Regions from separate parts of the Mus musculus genome. Here region 2 is linked to region 1. A link is a contact called in public HiChIP or PLAC-seq data. All regions are on one chromosome and are shown on one strand. Each heading gives the region's core, a stretch centred on a gene start, on an enhancer-like site or on the middle of the called end of the contact. The rest is flanking DNA. Distances are from core to core; before and after follow the strand shown.

The links. HiChIP or PLAC-seq counts read pairs in DNA pulled down with a chosen protein or histone mark.
Region 2: a contact with region 1 is called in an H3K27ac HiChIP or PLAC-seq map of embryonic stem cells, with 4 times the contacts expected there. The contact joins two enhancer-like sites. A contact is called at or near these places in 3 of 39 promoter capture datasets (the C10 cell line, cranial neural crest and second pharyngeal arch cranial neural crest) and 4 of 115 datasets of contacts at active chromatin or transcription factors (embryonic stem cells and large pre-B cells).

Annotation. Positions count from the first base shown.
Region 1 is chr3:152,928,407-152,931,255 of GRCm38.p6, reverse strand. All of the region lies in intron 2 of St6galnac5 (ST6 (alpha-N-acetyl-neuraminyl-2,3-beta-galactosyl-1,3)-N-acetylgalactosaminide alpha-2,6-sialyltransferase 5), which reads left to right. The region is part of intron 2 of Gm46830 (a long non-coding RNA gene); the gene reads right to left. Among named protein-coding and RNA genes, the nearest start is that of Gm46830, 30 kb to the right of the region's middle. Within about 2 kb of position 1,540, at least 82 of the 459 cell types and tissues checked have an H3K27ac peak or open chromatin away from gene starts, as enhancers often do. A contact at or near this core is called in embryonic stem cells, where this site is marked.
Region 2 is chr3:153,667,596-153,670,412 of GRCm38.p6, reverse strand. All of the region lies in intron 1 of St6galnac3 (ST6 (alpha-N-acetyl-neuraminyl-2,3-beta-galactosyl-1,3)-N-acetylgalactosaminide alpha-2,6-sialyltransferase 3), which reads left to right. Among named protein-coding and RNA genes, the nearest start is that of St6galnac3, 56 kb to the left of the region's middle. Within about 2 kb of position 1,377, at least 59 of the 459 cell types and tissues checked have an H3K27ac peak or open chromatin away from gene starts, as enhancers often do. A contact at or near this core is called in embryonic stem cells, where this site is marked.

The DNA of each region.
Region 1 (2,849 bases), core at 291-2,790:
GGGCTCTGCTTACAAAAGATTTATTTGTTTGTTTATGATTAGGTCTTCCTATTCAGTGCTGGCTGATGTAGAATTCCGTGTGGACCTGGCTTTTCCAAAAACCCCTGCCTTTGTCTCCCAAGGTCTGAGATTATAGGTATATACCACTACTCATCGTTGGAATAGATACTCCTTACGTAGGATAGAGTACCTACCTTCTCAGTAGAATGTCTTTTAATTCCCAGTGTTTCTATCTACAAATTAAAACAAAGGGGGTGGGGGGCAGACCTTATCTTTCAGTTTTATCTGACAAAGGTTTTGCTGGATATGGTTTCTGCCTCACACCCTTCAAAGACAAATAGTTTTTCTTCAGGTGCCTGTGGCGAACTTGGCATTATTTTCTGTCTTATTTCTTCTCCAGAGAAATGGCCTGCATTAAAAACACTCCCCATGTCTAGGCCATCTGTGTGAAGCCAGTGTTCTGACAGTGGCTGCATCCATAGCCAGTGCCCAGGCCTCCTGAGATCACAAGCTACCGTTTGCCTCAGTGATTAGATACTTGGTTCATCCACTCTAGACAAGAATGGCCACTTCAGAACGAAGCTGTGCTTGTGCACAGGTGTGTGTGTGGGAGGGGGGGGGTGAGGAAGCAAACATGAATCACTACACAAACAGGTCAATGTGAGAATGTCTGTCAGTGGCTAGGAGTGCTAAAGGCAAAGAAGTGAGCACCAGGAGAGACAGAGATGGTGGTCAGAGACTGGCAAGAGACAGACTGGCTCCCACTGCTAAATCTAGAGTCCCTGGGGACTTGCAGGTACAAAGTGACAGCTAAATAGCTCATGGCTGGCTGGGCAAGAAAGCCTGTGGCATCGTATCTGTGGTTCGTGGCTTTGGAAAACTGAATCTAAACCTAAAGAAGTAACTTAACAACCTACAGAGGAGCTACGGCCCTGACAGTTGCTAAGGTTAGCTTGGCTGATCCATCATTCCCTCTGGTACTAGGCGAAAAGGAAGGACAGAGGAGGAAGAGGGGGAGGAAAAGAGGGAGAGAGGGAGGGGAGGAAGAGGGAGAGGAAAAGAGGGAGGGCGGTGCTGTGGGAAATATTAAAAAATGAAGAACCATCATGCTCCCGCACTTGTGCCTCTAACTCTTGGCTGGCTGGTGGGCAATGGCCTGGGAAACTCTAACAGCTACACCTTACCCCTCTGCAGTCTGTTCCAAAGAGGACCTAACTCTCTCCTGCTTTGCCCTCTTCTTCAGTCCAACCCGGAAGTCCCGCCTACTCGCCCAGTGATTGGCTCCTTTATTCATTAGAGGATTGGTTCACAAGAAGCCACCTGAGTACATTACTGTCCTGAGAGAGCAAGCAGCATAGAGCCATCCACAGCAGGGAGGGGAAGAGGGAGAGAGGGAGGAAGAAAGAAAAGAAAGGGATGAAGCTAGAAGCCTTGCAGATGTGGGAAGTGGTGTGTGTATGTGGCGATCAGAGGACAACCTTAGCAGTCATACCTCAGATAACACCCATCTTTTTGTTTGTTTCTTTGTAACAAGTCCTCTCACTGGCCTTGAAGAGGTTTGTTAGTCAGCCCCAGCGACCCGCCTGTCTCCGTCTCCCTGTGTGCTGGATTGCAAGTGCACATTGCCTCTCCCTACTTTTTACATCTGTTCTGGGATCTAGCACGTGTCCTGGTCCTTTCAAAGCAAGCATGTTACCCACCTGGGAAGTTAGCTCTTTGATACTATTGTCCGGCTGACTAGTCTTAGCTCACAGCATCCTGGGCTCTGCACCTGTATGGCTCAGACTTTGTCTCAAGGTTTTAATTGGCCGATTATGTCACCATCATCATGCCCCGAGGCCACCCGCCCTCTTTTGAGCCTCACAAAGGTATCGACCTCCCATGTCTTCTTTTGTTTAGGCTTCCGGGTCTGAACTTTGGGTTCTCTAACTGCATTCAGACTCTGGAAAATGAAGGTTTTCCAGGTTACCTTTGAAAGATCTTTGAGTGATGGGTTCCTTTCGGCCACACAGAATTTTAAGAGTGGAAAAAAAAAAAAAGACCTGTGGATTTAGTCAAACTGCAGCAGCATTTTTTTTTTTCCCTCAGAAATAAAACCTGTCAGTAGCTAGCCCTGGGGAATGTAAACATACCCTTACCTGTAATTAACCTAGGGCTCTCGGTTCTTGATGCAAATGGAGTTTTAGTTGTTTCCTTTATAGAGGAGCAGGAAGCCTGCATTTCAGTGGAGAGCCAGATCTCTGCGGCAGCTCTCTCCCATCTCCTTCTAGAGAGCCCCAGTGAAAATGATAAAGCTAGAGCCGCATTTGATGTAAGACATATGGTAGCTACTGTAATAATATTATCACCAGCTTCTTCAGTGGCTTTGTCAGTCAGGTGCAATTCCACATATTGTCTGAGATAAGAGAGTCCACCCCCAACCCCTCCTCCCACTTCCTGTTGTTGACAGCAAGGCCTTCCTAAAAGTGGCCTAAGAGCTTTGTGACAGATGTGAGGTTCCCGCTTCAAATGTGAGTAATTAGGCTGAGACTAAGGACTGCATGTTAAAGCCTGACCACGCGAGAAGAGAAGAAACCCAGGGAACACTGTGAATATTTCTGATAGTCATTAGCAGGCTAAGCGGGGAGCTTTTGCTAGCTAGTTCTGACGAATCTAGAGGAGGGAAAAGAAGAAAGCAAAGCAAAAAGAAAAAGAAAGAAAGGAAAGGCACCTCGCCCTTTAGAAATCCTCTGTGGGGTCTTCAGCTACGATTTTGACATTTCAAGCTAATCAGGGACATTATAAATTTGTAGGTAACATTTAAAAGCTATACACAGCACTCAAGGAGTTGGCCGTCACCACGTTCATCC
Region 2 (2,817 bases), core at 128-2,627, 740 kb before region 1:
TCCAAACAGACCATACTGTAAACTGAACATCAGGGAGGGACTTGAGTCATAGCACACTGTCACCCCAAAGAATCCCTCTCCTTCTGGGCGGTTCTGTCTAGCAGGTGCAGGCCAGCGGAATGTGCCAGTAACGTGGCAGATGCTCCTCTCAACAGTTTCCACGCGTGGGCCTCCACTCCTGGCTTGGGATCACATGACTGGTTTCCAGCCATCCCCTGTGGCCCTCCATGGAGCAGAGTGCACAGAGGAGATCTTAGAAGGCTTTGTCCAAGGTGTGCCCTTGAGTCTGTGACTCAAAGGGAAATCCATTCGCAACTAACTTTCAGCATTGGCTCGCTGAAGGCCCGACCGCCCTGCTTGCTCCTCTGCGGTGTCCAGGAATCTTCTCTCACAGACTGGAAATCACCACCACCCACAGTTAACAGGCTCACAAGACTTACCACAGCGTCTTTGCTTCGGAACTGTTCCTTGTAAAAAGCCAGCAAAGAGGCAGCTGCAGACCATGTCTAAGTGCACTTTTCAAAGGTCAGACTCCAAGGATGTGAACCTGGTCAGTAGCTGTTTAAAATGTGTTTATTTCTGTCAAGAGACAGACTTTGTCCGGGACAGAGTCTGTTGTCAGTGCACTGTCTGTTCATTGATATACAGCTTACAGATAAAAGCATTTCCATGGCTTGGTAATGTGTGAGGGTTTTGACAAAACTCAATTTTCATCTTATCCTGTGGTATTTTCTATGATTCAGTGGAGAGATCCCAAGCTAATTCTACCTTGGTTCTTTTGGAGAGAGAAAGAAGAGAAGCATCAATGGTAGTGATCAGCCGTGTGTGGGATTGGTGTGCATGCCAAGTCGGCTTCAGATGAGCAAACCCAGGAAAGTTCCTACCGATGAGTAGCTTTCACGGTTGGCCGAACAGCAGAGTTTGGGAAGCCTCTGGTTCCGGGCTCGGGGCACCTCAGGTCTAATTTAGTTCTGGGAAAGCAGATTCAAATATTCAGAAAGCGGTTCCTTCCTTTTCACTCCCTTGCTTAGGATGAGTTTGAATTATAGTCTTTGTCTCAAAGTTCTTCCTAAGAGTATTTTATCCAGAACTAACAAATTTATAGGCGTCAGAAATGGCGTGTTTTTTTTTTTATACCAGTCATTTGCACGAGACCGTGCCCAGGGTTATTTACACAGGGTCACGGCCAATCACAGGAGCTTGAGAAAGCAGCATCTCATAAATTCACAATGGATTGTGGTGTCAGTGCTTTTCCAGAAAGGAAAACTCAGATTCTAGAGTCAGGAAATGCGACCCCAGAAGCCAGGCCTCTGCTCCCCTTGGACACCTGCCATTGCTGTCAACTCTCCTGCTTCCTGCTCTGCCCCTGTGTGGAGGAGACCATGACTCAGCTAAATGACCAGGTGGCTGAACCCTCTGTGCTCTCCTCAGTCCTTGCTGTCTTCTTCCCCAGGCTTCTCTTTCCAGTCTCCTTTTGCTGTTAGCTATTTGCACACCTCGCATCTGGGGGAGTTCTGGAAATATGGCGGCCAATCGAGTACCAGTGAGCCTTGCCCAGAGCACCACCTTCCCAGGCCACGTGTTAGGAGATACATGTTTCTGTGTCCCGTGTTCCCGTGATCGTGACTGCAATATGTGTGGAGTAGGCAGAGGTGTGGGGATCTAAGCAAAGGCTAGGGAAGTGCAAGATAGCCTGCTGTGAGCACACACTCTTGCTGGAGCACAGCCCCTCCCCTCCGCCATCCCCGTCCCAGAGGAGACTGGAATTCAGCAGTCCTTAGTCTGTATCTGTACTGACCGGTATTTGCGTGAAAGCCGCATTGCGTGTGCGTGTGTGTGTGTGTGTGTGTGTGTGTGTGTGTGTGTGTGTATGGCCGTGTGAGAGAATGGGCACTTGCACGTAAGCTCTGTCATGCCTACGGAGACTAAAGAAAGCTTCCATTGTTTTCCTCTGAAGGGAACTGGCCTGTGTGGGACCATGGGCCCAAGATGACGATTCTCTGAGGTGAAAGTCTTTTCAAGGGTTTTAACTTTTTGGTCAAAGTCAGAAGGCTTGTGAGTTCTAGAGGAAATGCTTGTTTGAACTAGCTCACTTTCTTCCTCTCCCTTTTCCCCTTCCCTTGCTCTCTCCCTGTCTCTCTCATGTGGACTCCTTTGAGGCTAGCATGAGCTGTATATGAAACCCCTTCTTAACAATGCTCCCCTGCCTCCCCAAAAGAAAGATGAAATGCATGCTCGTTGTCAGGGAGATCTGAGAGTCCTGCAAAGGTCAGCCTCTGAAATCTCAGAGTTTTAAAAAAGTGCTCAGGGTGGGAACATGTCTGAACATGAAGTCCTAGTGAGCTGACAGCACTGTGTCTATCACAAGCATCTCCACGAAGAGGAGGTAGGGTGCCTCTGGAGGGGTGCTGGTATTCCCAGCCTGGGCTGTAGCAGTTGAGCTATGGTGTTCAGCCAGAGGCGGGATGCAAGACCAGTGCTTAAAAGCATCTGCGTGCTTGCTATGCAAGTGTGAGGACCCAAGTTCAAATCCCCAGAAACCCATGTAAAGGTGGGTGTATTAGCATGGATATGTATCCCTGTGCCCTTACAATGAGGTGAAAGGTCAAGGAGGAGAGCCCTGAGAAGCCCACAGGCTGGCTAGCCTGGGATACATGCAGCATCAGGAAATGACATGGTAAAATGGGGACCGACACCTGCGGTTGTCCTTTGCCTTCTACAGGCATGACATAGCCTGCATGCAAATGCACACATGCACCCCAACACACATAGTCATGCACACACATACATGCCACTCACACACACACCACACAATAG